Regions from separate parts of the Mus musculus genome. Here region 2 is linked to region 1. The links are chromatin contacts, called in public Hi-C maps. All regions are on one chromosome and are shown on one strand. Each heading gives the region's core, a stretch centred on a gene start, on an enhancer-like site or on the middle of the called end of the contact. The rest is flanking DNA. Distances are from core to core; before and after follow the strand shown. Region 1 has its middle 47 kb from the start of Gm33643. Region 2 has its middle 18 kb from the start of Gm39350.

Region 1 (7,815 bases), core at 44-2,543:
CCCTAAGCTTTGGCATGGAAATTTAGAAGATATCTGGTTTTGTTTTGTTTTGTTTTTTCCCATCTATGGCTTGGCCATTTATATATCTCAGCAGCAATCCCCTCCATACTCCCAACACACTACAAAAAGAAGTTTTCCTTCATGACTGACTAAAGCTAATGGCAGAAATCTATAGATATCAGTGCAAATGTTTAGAAAGCAATTTGATAGGCACATCACATCCATTTAACAAAATACTAGTACTGCTTTTAACTAGGGCCTATGACCTCCCAAGCCATAGACTTCTGTCTTGGCTTACCATGTTAGACATGAGGTACTGTCCATTAAATGAGCCTTAGATATAATCAGAGAGTAGCTGGTTCTGCCCATAGCAGTTATACCACTGTTGTTCCAGAGGCCACATCTTACCCAGCATGTTGGTACTGTAGCACTCAGAGTCCTCAGTAGAGCAGGACTATCTGTGACAACTTCCCCCTAACAGCATGAGTATTGCTGTTATGCCATATGCTATGTATGCCAACCATATGAGAGGGAGCTGCCCCCTGAGACTCAGGCGAATTTCTCCATGTCCTACAGCCAAAGTATGCAGTGTTTTTAGCAGTAGAGTCTTGCCATCTAGTTCTGGCATCAGCTAACAGTAGTAACAATAGACTTATGGACTATGCAACCCTACCAAAAAACTCAGAGAGAGGTAGGCCATCTTGGCCTGGGGATTTTTACCCATTACATTGCATCCTGGGAGTGTCTTTTCCCCACACTCAGGACACCTCATTCAAACTCCTTAATTGCTATTTTTACTGTCCTTCCAGATGTTCTTATAGAAGAAGTCTGTAAGACACCCAAGAGTTAGTGTTATATAATGAAAATGTTGTAAAGAGGGCAGGCAGGATCTCTGAGAGCCCACTGTCATTCATTCTAAGTGCCTGTTAGCCTTGGGTGGCTAAGAGAATACTAAAATAGAAACATTAGCAAGGCCCAGAACAGCAAGGAACAATCCTATCAGCTGGATCGATTGCTTCATCAAAAGAGCACTGTTGAGTACAGAGGTGTTGAAATGTCTCTCATAGACTCCTGTGTTTAAATGCATGGTTCCCAGCTGGTGGCACAGTGTTTTGGAAAGATGTGGAATCTTTAGGATGTGGAGCCTCCTAGAGAAAGTGGGTGACTAGAGGTGGGCCTTGAGCCTTTAGCCCTTGGCCCTATTTCCTGTCTGCTCTCTGCTTCCTGAGTGCAGGGACTGGTTGTCCCTGTATTGAGATGAATCATACAGCCTTTGGCTCAATGGGAGGTGAGTAGCTATCTTCTTTAGTTTCTCTGCTTCCTGCTACTCAGGCTGATCCCATCCACACTCACGCCTCATGACCTCCTGAGCAGATCTGTGAGAGGTTCTTTAGCTGCTTATTTTAAAATTTTCCTAACTTAAGCAGATAAGATGCATCGTGAACTCAGATTATCATAGTTTCCTGAACTGGGCCATTAGCAAGGCCCCTGACTATATGTGGAATTGTGGATTTTTCCCTTCCTAGGAGGGGTATCTTCTCTGCCTTCTATCTTGCTCTCTCTTTTTATTGTCTTTCTTCCCAAGGGATTCAAGTTTCTGGATCCCAGGAGGGACTCTGCAGTACAGATCTAAGCTGTACTCTCCCTCAGAACCAGCCATCTGTACACAGCAGCAAGCCAACGCCTTTAACTCATCTTCCGTTTTCTACCTTCCTTGCCAAATCAGAGGCTAATGGAGAAGACAGTAACTGCATGCATTTCCCCATTCAACTCCCTCCCCGACATGGGCAAGTTCTTTCTGGGCAGTCACCTCAGTCTCTGCTTCATGTCTCATTGCCCACAGCAAAGGCTATGCAAAAGCTGCTAGAGCCTCACTATCTAGCTCCAATGCTTACTATCAGGAATGGCCATGATCTGAGTCTACCAGCCACTTTGGGGGATAACCATACTTGAGAGGTGAACTCTATTTATTAAGGAGGCACATTGCCCCATACATCTCTGAATAGTCAGTGAAGACAAATAATCCTGGATTTCCCTCCCATGGATTATCCATCAGATGGCTTGGGCTTGGTTACATGTCTTACCACCCATTGCAAAGACCATGCCACCAATCACTGCAGTTAGGAGGCAGCTGGGGGAGGTAAGGTTTTATTTCAGCGTATCTTTCCAGGTCACAGTCCATCATCAAGGGAAGTCAGGGCAAAAACTTCAGGAAGGCAGGAACTTCAGGAGAGACCACGGAGGAATGCTGCTAGGTGGCTGGCTCCTCATGGATTGCTCAGCTTGTTTCTTATACACCAGGACCAACTAGGGGCGGCATCATCCACATTGGGCTGGATCCTTCCACATCAATCATTAATCAAGAAAACGCCAGAGAGACTTGCCTACAAGCAATCTGATGGAGGCGTTTTCTCAATTGACATTCCTCTTCCCAGAGCAACCTCTGGGTGAGCCAAAGGGAGCTGCAGTCATGGGAAAGCCCATTCCTGCATGAGATGACTCACAAGCTTCATCCTTGAAGCTCCCTTAACAGCTTGCAGCCAAGTCAGATGCCTGGCCAGAGGTTGTGATTACTGCCTCCACATCCTTAGGGAAAGGCCTTGCAAGTCTTATAAGTTTCTGGTGCTTCCTGAGCCTTGTAAGTTTTATTATTTCCCAACACTCCCACCCTCTTCCTTCTCTATCCCAGAGCAATAGCTACACAACACACTCACTATGGATGCTATTTTACTTTGGCTTTCCAAAGACTGCTCAGGGAGGGAAAAAGAGACAGCAGGGATGGGGTAAGAGAGGGCAAATCTCTTGGAGTTATCCTCGGGGTAATTCAGGGATTCTCAAAGACCAGTCGCAGCTTAAAAAGTTGTGACTGAGTCTAAAACCGTAGTCAGTGGGGTAGATAATCATGAGGGGAAAGATAATACTAGACATACCCAGGATATAAAGGGATTTCTGACTGTGTCCTAGTTCCTGGCCTGTGTAGTGGCTGCATGGATATTTACTCTGTAGCTACCTGTCTTCACTCTGTGAACTGAGTGCATCAATATATGATGCAGAGTATCAACTACCATAGAGTCATGGTATGATGTAAGATTTCAAGGCCACATTTTAAATAAAATAAACATGGAAATCAAAGCACATGTGTGTAAGATCTCTTTTTCTCTTTCTCCCTTTATCTTTTTTTTTTTCTGATAGATTAGAGGCAGTGTGGAGTGTGTGTGACTGCATGCACATCTGGAAGCCGGAGGTGGGTGTCAGGTGTCCTGTATTTCTCTTATGTTTTGAGGCAGGATCACTCACTGACCCAGGAGTTCACCAGTTTAGTGAAACTGGTTGGCCATGGAACTCAAAAGTCCTGCCTCTCTGGGAGTCTCCAGCTCTGGAGTCAGAGTGCATGCCGCCACACCCAGCTTTGCACATGAATTCTGGGGATTTGAACTTGGGTCCTGATGCTTATGCAGCTAGCACTTTACCTGCCGACCCATCAGAAGCAGCCAGGCCATACCATTGCTGATTCCTTCTAGGAACGAGATGACAGAAAAGATGCAGGGAAGGCTCCCCCACACCAGCTGTTTTTACATTTTAAAACTTAAGCTCTTCAGGTAACAGGAAATTGTCTAAGAGCTGTAGTGTGTGTGTAATGTCAACAGTGGGCTTGGGTGAAAGGAAAAGCCTGATGCAGACATCACTTGGGTAAACCAAACAGTGTTTGCTTAGCTAGAGTAAGCAGAGGAAGCTATGAAGTGAGGATGTGGGACAGAGACGAGCATCGTTATCTGAGACAGGCAGCATCGCACACTTAATGAATGGCAAAGTCTCAGCCAGGGTCTCCTCAGACCTTTGTGAGGCTCCGCAGAGGAGCCCCCATCTGTGCCAGCTTAGATGCTGAAGGTGACTGTAGTCCTGCCTTTGACTGCATGTCCTTAGCTCATCAAGGCAGACCATTCCAGGTTTGAACTATGAGCAGTTCTGTAGTAGGTTGATGAGTTGATTTATCCAGGGCTCCTCACCTGAGCCAGGTATCTCTCATCAGTCTGAGGACTCAGATGAAAGCCTAGGGCTATAGTGTCATCCAGTCTACTTACTGCAAAACAGTGTTCTTCCAATACTTCCTTTCACACCCTCCAAGTCAGAGCAGCCCAGTTTCCACACCTGGTTCAGCCCAGCACAGCCATGGGCTAGAACAAAGTTAGTCACCCAGCTATCTCTAGAATCATGCTAACAGGCACGTAGACTGGAAAGAGATCTCTGGTGAAGTAATTGCAACAGAAGCAAACACAAGCAAGAGCAAGATCCCTGCCACCCTAACCCTCATCTCCCTGTTCCCACAACAGGCTCACCACACCCCACAGAGGTGACAGCAGCCTAAGAGGCCAGAGCCCCACCACAGAGGGACCTTCCTCCTGACATCCTGCTATAAGTCAGCATTTTGCCCTACCAACACCCCATAACTGGATTCTTAGTATGTAGCCTCCCATTTCCCAGAATCCTGAACTTGCTGATACCAGCAGGCTGGTGTCCTCTTTCAGATGTCAGTGCCCCAGTTCTGTGAAACTATCCTTCAAGGTCCTGGGACGAGTGGACCTTGAAGGAGAGCTTCCTCTTCTTCCCTTTGTGTGCTCCAGTCCTAGCTGAGTCCTTGATGCATGGGTGAGGTCTGAGGTCACCCGGACATGGTTTTCCTGGCAAAGCTTTAAGTCACTGGAGCCAGAGAATGAATGGCTTGGTGGAGTGTGTAAGCAGGTGGAGTCTCTTTCCTTTCTTGGGCCACTTCATGTGACCACAGGATGACTGCAGGAATCTGAGAGAGGGATGGAAGGAGCAGAGAAGGTTTGGAGATCATTGGTGGAGGTCATATGAGACAAGGGGTTATCTCTGTGACACCTCCCTGTCTCGATGGTACTCAGGGCCCAGGAGATCTTCCCTCTGCCTGGAAGCTGTGGTTCTCTGTGTGTTCTTCAGTGTTCAGATATCATCCTAGAGAGACAGAGAGCTCAGTCCCCCCGCCCCCCAAGAAAACAAAAGGAAGCTTCTTCATGCTGCTGTCACACCAGGAGAGGGAATCCTAAAGATGTTCAATGCATTTGGGGATTTTTGGTTGTTTGTTGTTTTGCGATGAGGTCTCATGCCACCTGTGCTGACTTTCAACTCATAATATATCACCATGAGCCCCCAATTCTTTTTCCTCCACCTCCCAAGTGCCTGAATTGCAAGCTGGAAGCATTCTTCTTCATGCATGGACCTTGAATACTGGGATGGTCCCACAACTGTTTCCAGCATAGAAGCGTTTATTTATTTTCAACATAAATTTTGGCAAGTGTTAGTGATATGGTGTGACATTAATTCTCCAGAACAGAATGTTCACATATAACTTAGGTGGAAAGACCAGGGACAGGTAACAGCTGTGGGTCATGGTTACTACCAAGGCTGGCTATAGAATAGACACAGGGTTTGAAGAACTGAGAAAACATTATCTAAAGTTTGTCCAGAATTATAGAAGATACTCCCATTAAAGCTGTCAAGTCTGAAAATAGAGTCCAAAGAGAGAAGCTGATGTGTGGGACAGGAGGATCTGTAAGCAGGAGGCAAAGCCATGGAGATGAAGGTCACCTGCCTCCTGGGCACTGGAGGGAGGAGTCCGATAACAGGCACGGTGGTGGAACCTGACTTGTAAAAAGCACTGATTGCCGCCTAGGAGAACCCATGACATTAGGAAAAATGAGGAATAAGCTGAATGTCCACCTCTTACCCTGCACAGAGATGAAGCCACTTAGAGTTAAGGTCTAAAACTGAAGGGTGGAACTGAAAAGCTAAGCAGGAGAAACTGTTGACAAATACCTTTGCCATTTAGGAAACAGCCAATAACTCATGGCCCTCAACACCATTCTCCTCGGGGAGAAAAAAAAAATGAGCACATTTGATGACAACAAAATTAAAGATTTTGTTGCATGAAGGTCTTCAAGGATGAAATTAAGGAGGTAACAGATTGAGACGTGGTTTTTAAATGTCAAAATAATATTGAGATAAATGAGGGATGCTGACTGTGAACTCAAATTAGAAATTAGTGTTGCAGATGCGGGGGAAAGGCTTTGTTCTGATGAGATTTACATGAAATCTAAGGCCTGCAGCTTCCTTTGGAATATGTTGACATCATGCATTTGTGCATCTTTACAACAGTGCGAATCTACTTAAAGCTCTTGATGGAACACTTAAAGATGGTGAAGATGGTACATGCTATGTTACGGGGACTTTTGTTGTTTGTTTTAAACCAGAACAAGGCAAAATAACTAACCAGTCAAAGCACAGGATTATAATCAATTAAGGACTGGGCTATCTGTCTGTCTGTCTGTCTGTCTGTCTGTCTGTCTGTCTGTCTGTCTATCTATCTATCTATCTATAATGAAACACATAAAAATGATTGACAAATAGGTTATGCAATAATATTCATATAACTTTTAACTAGTTTGAAATTCTCTGAAACAAAATTTTGAGGGTGATAGCAGTAAAGTAGTGTACAAAATATATAAGGCACTCTTGAAAACTGATAATAAAAAGATGAAGAACAAATCATATAAAAAATGAAAACATATGTCCTGAACAATACACAGAACAGGAAGTGTGGGTAGGGTGTACGTGAAGAGACGTTTCATACTGGTAAAAATCACAGGAAGGGAAAGCCAAAGCCAAAACGAGAGGCCTACACCACCCAGGAGGGTGGCATTCTTTGGAAAGCTTTATTTGCCAGGTTTGGGTGATGCTGGGGAGCTGATACCCACTCCTGCCATGTTGTCCCCTGGAAGCCAAAGGAAAGCTTAATGCTTAATCCTTAGGACAGGGCCCATAGTAGAGGCACAGGAGAGCCTAAAGGTAGTTCGTGTAGGAACAGAAAACCCATGACCCATAGAAGAGGCACAGGAGAGCCTAAAGGTAGTTCATGTAGGGACAGAAAACCCATGGCCCATAGTAGAGGCACAGGAGAGCCTAAAGGTAGTCATGTAGGGACAGAAAACCCATGGCTCAGCACATGATCAGCCTGGCCTCAGGTTCACTATTGTAGTCGAGGTTGGCTTTGGGCTCCCGATCTTCCTCCTTCTGCTCTCAAGTGCTGGGCTCACAGGTGTGTGCACCTTGCCCCATTTTATGTGGTGCTGGGGATGAGATTGGGCCTTCATGAATACCAGGCAAGCAGACTATCAACTGAGTAAGAAGAGCTCCAGCCTCTAGGACAGCATAGGTCTCAACCTTCCTAACGCTGTGACCCTTTAATACAGTTCCTCGTGTTGTAGTGAGCACCCAGCCATAAAATCACTTTTGTTACTACTTCATCATTGCAGTTTTGCTACCATTAAGAATTGTAAGGTAAATATCTGTGTTTTCCAATGGTCTTGGGCAACCCCTGTGAAAGTGGTGTTCAATCTCCAAAGGGGTCGCAACCCACAGGTTGAGAACCGCTGCTTTAGTGCCTGGATTTCTTAAGACTATGATGGCATTTACAACACAGTCAAAGCAAAACACTATTGGAAGGATGCTAGCAAGGTCTAAGCAATGTGTGGATGTGGCCCCAAGGAAACCTGGCAAAGGGCTGGGCTAGGGGCAGCTGCTTCCATTCCCCCTTCCAAGGATAAGAGGTCTTTTCAGGAAGAAAAATACTTAGAAATTTATATTTACTGAGCAGAAACTGTACAGAACCCCCCCCCAAAAGATATTTACTGCTTGTGCAACTTGATACTGCCTACAGTCACCTGAGGGGAGGGAACCTCAACTGAGGAAATGCCTCTACGAGATCTAGCTGCAAGCAAGCCTATTCGGCATTTTCTT
Region 2 (7,009 bases), core at 3,616-6,115, 670 kb after region 1:
CTCCCAGGGCTGCCAAGATGAGGAATAGGCGTTGATTGAAGCCACAGCAAACCGGGCCAGAGCTGCCCACGGTGCAGAGAAACAGGCGCTGCTCTGAAAGCACATTCTGTTCTCTCGTCTCCTCTCTAATGAAAACCCTCCTGTAATCTGCTGGTGCCGGGCACTGGAGCATGAATTATTCAGAGAAGTCTCTGTGCTACGTTATCTCCCCTCCCCCGGGACGCCCCTACCATTGTCCGCCCTGATGGGTCATTACGCACTCTGTGAATTTAATCTTTTAGGCTATCCACCGCACAGGGGGAAAAATGTATGAATAACAATTTTCCTGTAATAACCTTCAACTAACCTTTCAACCAGACTGAGTCATTCCCGTCCTATTTTCGCATCAAGAGGAGTCAAAGGCAGGCAATTACCTCTTATCTGTTTCCAAGGCTGCCCCCGCCCCTGCTGCACCCTTAATTTTTAAAGGGGTGTTGAAGAATGTGGTAGGAGCCAGGAAATGAAGGAGGCGGGAGGGAGGGCTGCGAAGGATTGCACGGTAAGAGGCAGGCGTGGAGATGCCAAGGCCAAGTCTGAAGGAGGAGTCTTGAATCTCAGCCTTCCATTAAGGACTTGGGATGTGACCTACCCGTGTCCCATAACACTATCAGAGTTTCCTCTCACAGGCTAGGAAGGCTGGTTTTCATTTCTTACTAAGACGGGTGTCTCCCGGGCCCAGAGACTTCCACAGATCTCTTCCAGGTATGGCAAGGTATGGCAGATTCAGAATTCTGACTCCTAGCAAGAGATTTTGGTCATCATGCTGCTGACATGGGAGAGTGGGGGGGGGGGGGGGAGGCAGGTCTTCGTTCATCCACCAGAGATGCCTCATTTACCTTAAGCTCTCTGCAAGGCAAACACATGGAAGAACCTTTGGTAAGTCTCTATTCTGAGCCTGGGAAGAGCAGGTTGTCAGTAGAACAGGATAGGAAAAGAGTCGGTTCCAGTCAGTACCGCCTGGGTCAGACATCTTCGTGAAGCTTCCCCTAACCATTTCTCCTGCTGTAGTTCCCTTTTTGTTACTATGACTTGGATCAAAAGAAACTCAGAGGAGGGGAAGGTTTCTTTCAGCTTACAGGTTGCATTCCATCATGGAGGAAACTCAAGGTAGGAACCTGAGGGCAGGACTTGAGAACTTAGAGCTGAAGGAGTATAGCAGAAACCATGGAGAAGTGTTGCCTTCTCATTCATAGCTAGCCTTCTTAGACAGCCCAGGACCACCTGCCTAGGGAATGGCACCGCCCACAGTGTTGAAATACACACACACACACACACACACACACACACACACACACACACACACACCACACCACACCACACCCATGCATATAAATACCTAACAGCCAAGACAATGCATACACACAGGCCACTTTGATGAGGCTACCTCTAACCTGTTACTCCATTCTCAGGTTATTCTCAGCTAAATTGAATGAACAGTTAACGCTAGCTAGGACACGCCCCTAAGTTGAGTTCGACCTGGTTCTGAGTTCACCTGTCTGTTCCTCAGGTCCTCAGTACCCAGGGAGAATCTAATTCAAATCTTAAACAGAAGCTTCTGGTTGTTGAGACAATCAGATAAGAGTGCGAGACGTGGGTGGAGGTGAGTGTGTCAGGGATATTGTTGATGCTTATTTTGAAGGGCCTTGCAGGCGATGCGCCCAACCTTTTATTCCTGGACTGAAACTTTCAATCTGCCTTTTCTGGTTTGCCTTGCATCAATTTTTTTCTTTTAATTATCAAATAAAGAGAAACACAAGGCCAGAATGTGAAACAACTTCACCAATTTACAATCACTAGGGGACAGATTTTGGCATAGACATTTGTGTCCTGGCTCCTCCCTGATGCTCTCTAGCCATCCTATAGCTCTGGTGGCCTGATGGTATCAGGTTGGAGGGGGGTGTCCATGTCCGTCCTTAGCTTAAGCCGTGTTTGCTCAGCTGTGGTGAGTCTCTTCTGTCTGTTGACAGAAGGAGGGATGCTCAGGGTAAGAAGGACCCCAAGGTTGGTCTCTAGGCAGTGGCTGTCACTGGCTATTGTTTTTCAGACGCCAGGCAGCTGGAGCCCATGTTCCTAGCACACCTAGAGCAAACTATGGAGTTTTGAGAACTAGGGAGTCTTTCTTAGCTATTAGTGACTATAACTGGGGGCAGCTACATGGTCAGGAGCACCCTACCTACCCTAATTCAATGGCTTCTTGTTTCACTGTCTCACACCCATGGAGCATAAGGAAGGACTCATGGGCAGAGAGTAAGCAAAGTGGCCATGATTTATTAAGGAAAACTGAGATACTCCTGAGTGAGGCCGGAGAGGCTCCAAGGAAGGACTACCACCACGTGGCCCTGCCTGGTGGCCTTTCAGTGGCTCTGAGGGCAGAATCTGGATACTAGTGGAAGTTGCCTTTTCTAAAATGATCATTTTTGAGCCAGTTAGGAGTCTACATGCCAACAGTCAGAGAATCACTCCTCATTCAGAGGAGAGGCCAAATTTGCTACATTAGCAGCTCTTGACAAACCATAAGCCCCACCCTTGTTTCCTAAGAGCATCTAGATCCTGTCTCAGTAAGAACATGGCCTCCTAATGTGCCTATCTCCAATCTGTCCCCCATCCCAGCTCCACCCAGCGCCCTACAGGCTCCTGCTGTTTCCAGTCTGGAAACCCAACTCCTTCTTTGATGCTCTGAGAAGCAGCTTCCCGTGATCAACCCCCGACCTCGTTTTCAACTGCTGTGCCCCTGTCACATACTCAAACATTTAATGACAGGAGGAGGATAGCACTCTGATGCTAAGCCTCTGCCACGCAGGCAATCACTCATTGCCTGGCACAACATGGGCTCTGTGTTGCCTGATCTTGCAGGCCTTCCCTCGCTCCCCACCCCCACCCCACCAGGAAGCAAAGAAATTGTTTCTTGTGATTTAAAAAAAAATGAGTTTAGTTTTTTAATGTTGTTAGCTAATATGGAGGAAGTGTCTAAATGCTCTGAGAGAATTAAGTCAAGAATGTTAAAACTTTCCTGAGAGATGCCCAGAAGACAATACCCAGAAGTATACCATGTTCTTGGATGGGGAGGTGTGTACATCATCTGTCAGTCACTTAATTCATTGTCATGATAAGTGTCTCTGACAACAGTGACTTAAGTGTCCGGGACTTATTTTTGACTCACAGTTTTAGAGTCCAGCCCATTGCTGTGGGAGAATCATGGTAGCAGGTGTGTGAGCCAGCTGGTTAGGAAGCAGAGATAGATAAATTTTTGTAGCTTCTCTTTTTTCTTCTCAGACTAGGACCCCAGTCCGTTGACTACTCATGTAACCCAATCTAGAAACTTCCTGACAGACATTCTCAGAAACTCTAAGCACATCTAAGCCTATGAACTGACAGTGATTATATGGATGGGATTTTTTTTCATATATTATTTTGTCACAAGAGGGCTTGGATGCCACAGCAACACGTGGAAGTCAGAGAACAATTTGTAGGAGTCAATTCTACCATGTGGATTCAAGAGAGACGACTCGGGTCAACAGGTTTGGTAGGCAGCACCTTTAGCTGCTGAGTTATCTCACTGGATCCATGATGACAATTTTAAGGGCAGTCCCCATTCTATCTTTTCTCTCACTTGGGATCTGACAGTGACACACATGTGTGCGAGAGAAAAGGGAGAGAATTCAAGATGGTGGCAGAGGACAACAAGGACAAACCCAGGAGGCTGTTGTTGGGACTCAAGGTTTAAGACTTGTGACTGATCGGCTGATGTGAAGTCTGCTTGGATACCTGGATAGAAGTCGCTTACAGGCTCTGTGTGTAGGAAGTAGATCCCTAGGGCCGACCTTTCCTGGTCATGTTCAAGGAGGTTCTGGGTCCCAGTGGATTTCCCCCTAGCTGTCATTACAACTTGTACTGGCTGAGTTTGTGTGTCAATTTGATGCCAGCCAGAGCCATCAGAGAGGAAGGAGCCTCATTTGAGGAAATGCCTCCATAAGACCCCGCACTAAGACATTTTTTTTCAATTAGTGATTAACCACTTAGCTCGTTGTGGGTGGTACCATCCCTGGCCTGGTGGTTCTAGCTTCTATAAGAAAGCAGACTGAGCAAGGCATAGGGAGCAAGCTAGTAACCAGCATCCCTCCATGGTCTCTGTATTAGCTTTTGCCTCTTGGATCCTGCCGTTTGACTTCCTTGGATAATGAATAGCAGTATAGGAGTGTTAGCCAAATAAACCCTTCCCTCCCAACTCGCTTTTTAGACATGGTATTTCATCGCAGCAATAAAAAACCTAGCTGAGACATAGCTAGAGTGGTCTCAGCCTTAACCCTGCTGTCTCCAGTGGATAAGCCTCAGGGCATCATCAGCCTTACAAGTCTGGAGAATTCGCCCTGAAGTCTGGCACAGATTCTTAGGGAGGGACACCCAGCAAGGTGAGGAGGAAGCGCTCTCAGCTGCTGTGTGTGTTCACTCAGATGGTCTGTGTTTGAGTGCACAGAAAATAACAAAATGTACTGAAGAGCCAACACACGAACTAGGAAGCCACACCACACAACAGCTCTTACCTTTCCCCAGAGAAATCAGGTTGTAAATATGTAGCTGTGTTCTTCCTCCCACCCTGTGGGTGTGGAAGTGTTACATTTTAATGCCTCAATCTGGGCATTTTGGTTTAGAAAAAGAACTGTAACGCTGATGGCCAAATCTCCCTCCACACAGTCTCAGAGAACTTAAGTTCATGTTTAAATTTTCTGCACTGCAGTTAAATACACGGTGCCCAGGAGCAGATGTTCCAGGCAGACACATCCCTAGCTCCACTCTGAAAGAAAACAGAGACACAAACACCACCCCCGTTTCATTGCATCCAATGTATGTATAGCTACAGCACAGACGATCTCCCCTGCTCTTTCCACAGCCAGGATGTCATGAGCACGTGGACCACGCCACAGTGCAGATGGCTAACAGGTGAGGCTAGGGAAATGAGCAAGCAGAGGACAATAATGAAGAGGTGGCAGAGAAGGGCCCGCCATTCCTATAACCTTGCCCACACCCTCCTTTCCTGAGTTCCAGCAAGAGCAAGGACATCAATCACTGTAACAATATTCAATTCCTAGTATTTTACATTTCCAAGGCTCGGCTCTGGTGGGACAGATGAGGGGACCTAGCTGTCCTCTTGAGCTCCTGAGGTAGTCATTCTTGAGAAAGGCCAAATATACTCTCTATTGCCCAGTGGTTATGAAACCTACTAGTCCTGCATCCCTGCAAGATTCCCAGGTTCTCTGGAAACATTCAATTCTGTACATCTGCCCCACCCCTTTTTCTGATCTGAAAGATTCAACAGGGATTGCCTCCCAGATCAAGGTCACACACGATTCACTGAGGATGACCTTGCAGTCACACAACGAGACAGAGGCAGAAAATCAAGTAACCTTCTACTGCTCCTACTGTGGAGAGGCCCAGGATCACTCAGGGGACAGGATGGCTGGCCCCGGGGGACAGGCAGGTCTACCTCACTCACAGTAGACCCGAAACCCTTGAAGTGGGGAGGAAAGGTTGCTGTGAGACACTGACATCTCCCAAAGATACCTTAGGCAGAGCCTGTGTCCCTGGGACCAATAAAAATTCCAATGGGCTCTGTGCTTTGGCCCCAAGCCTGCCTAGCCTTCTAGCCCTGCACAAACGTGTGTTGTGAAATTCCGGATTAGTGCAGCAATGGGTTTAGAGGCCCTATCTTTCTTGGGGAGGAGTAAAATAGTATTCTAATATTGGTTAAATCCTTCTAAATGCAAAGTGGTTTAACAGATTAGCTTAAAATCATCGGGAAGGCTGTGCGGAAGTAGGCCACGGGAAAGGTAAGTTTGGCTTCAAAGCAGAGCCGAGAGAAGTGAAACCACCTGAAATCCAATTTGAGAAAATCTTATTTAAATGTGTTTCTGGGGGAAGAAACGTTCTGCGTATTGTGAGAGTTTGTGCACCAGGAACTCGAAGGCCAATCAAGCCATAAGAGGCTCTTTGTTCAAGGACTCATGTTTGACTCAGCATGGCGCAGCCAGATGTGTGTTGGGAAACCTGTTAGCAGAGTTGCTTTGTTAAGGGGCTTAGTATATAGCCCAAGCTGGCCTTGAACTCATAATCTTCAAGCTGCCTTAGCTTCTTGAGTTCTGGGATTATAGGCACACACCATCACGCCAGGAAATTCTTGCTTTCTTTAAGGAAACATCATTCATATGTCCTCTAGGGAGAGTCTAATGTAAGAAGACGCCCCTGCTCCATCAAAGGCTGTGGGAAGTGAAGACCCAGCATGCAAGATTTGAGGGCTGGATCTCATTCGTTTCTGTCACAATGCCTAGCTCAGGGCTGTCACCTGAAGTAAGTATCCACTGAATAAAAGTGGACATCTCTGGGCTGGAGGGACAGAGCAGTCAGAAGCGTTTATCTCACAACCACGAGGACAAGAGATTGAGCCCCAGACACCATATAAAAAACTGGGCATGGTGGTGTGTGACCCCAGTGCTTGGGGAGGCAGAACCAGGCAGACCCTTGGGCTCTCTGACCAAGCAATCTAACCTCATCCGCAGGTTCCACAGACATAGAGTTTGTGAGGAATGACATTTGAGGCTGACCTCCAACCTTCACCCAGCCACCCACACATACACATACACACACATGCACACAGACACACATAGAGACACATACATGCACACACATGCACACAGACACACATAGAGACACATACATGCACACACATGCACACAGACACACACAGACACACACACACACACACACACAGACACACACACACACACTGGACATCTCATTCTTGTGCCTTTAAGATGGGGTTTCATTAAAGCAAAGCCAGACCATAATGCATAAAACTCTCTGGAAGGATTGTTATATACATTGTGTCTCTGTCCAGGAGGACCGTGAAATGAGGCACCATACAAGCCCCAGTTCTCATAAGCCAGTGGGATCTGAGAGATGACAATCAGGGTTGATA

What was found. A called contact is a pair of places that touch in the nucleus more often than the background predicts.
Region 2: a Hi-C map of trophoblast stem cells shows a contact between it and region 1, with 1.7 times the contacts expected there. The contact joins two enhancer-like sites. A contact is called at or near these places in 4 of 484 Hi-C or Micro-C datasets (the AML12 cell line, bone marrow-derived macrophages, trophoblast stem cells and 1 more), 1 of 115 datasets of contacts at active chromatin or transcription factors (embryonic basal ganglia) and 1 of 9 other capture datasets (embryonic stem cells).

Annotation. Positions count from the first base shown.
Region 1 is chr9:60,911,323-60,919,137 of GRCm38.p6, forward strand. No RefSeq gene overlaps it. Among named protein-coding and RNA genes, the nearest start is that of Gm33643, 47 kb to the left of the region's middle. Within about 2 kb of position 1,294, at least 6 of the 459 cell types and tissues checked have an H3K27ac peak or open chromatin away from gene starts, as enhancers often do. A contact at or near this core is called in trophoblast stem cells, where this site is marked.
Region 2 is chr9:61,573,701-61,580,709 of GRCm38.p6, forward strand. No RefSeq gene overlaps it. Among named protein-coding and RNA genes, the nearest start is that of Gm39350, 18 kb to the right of the region's middle. Within about 2 kb of position 4,866, at least 6 of the 459 cell types and tissues checked have an H3K27ac peak or open chromatin away from gene starts, as enhancers often do. A contact at or near this core is called in trophoblast stem cells, where this site is marked.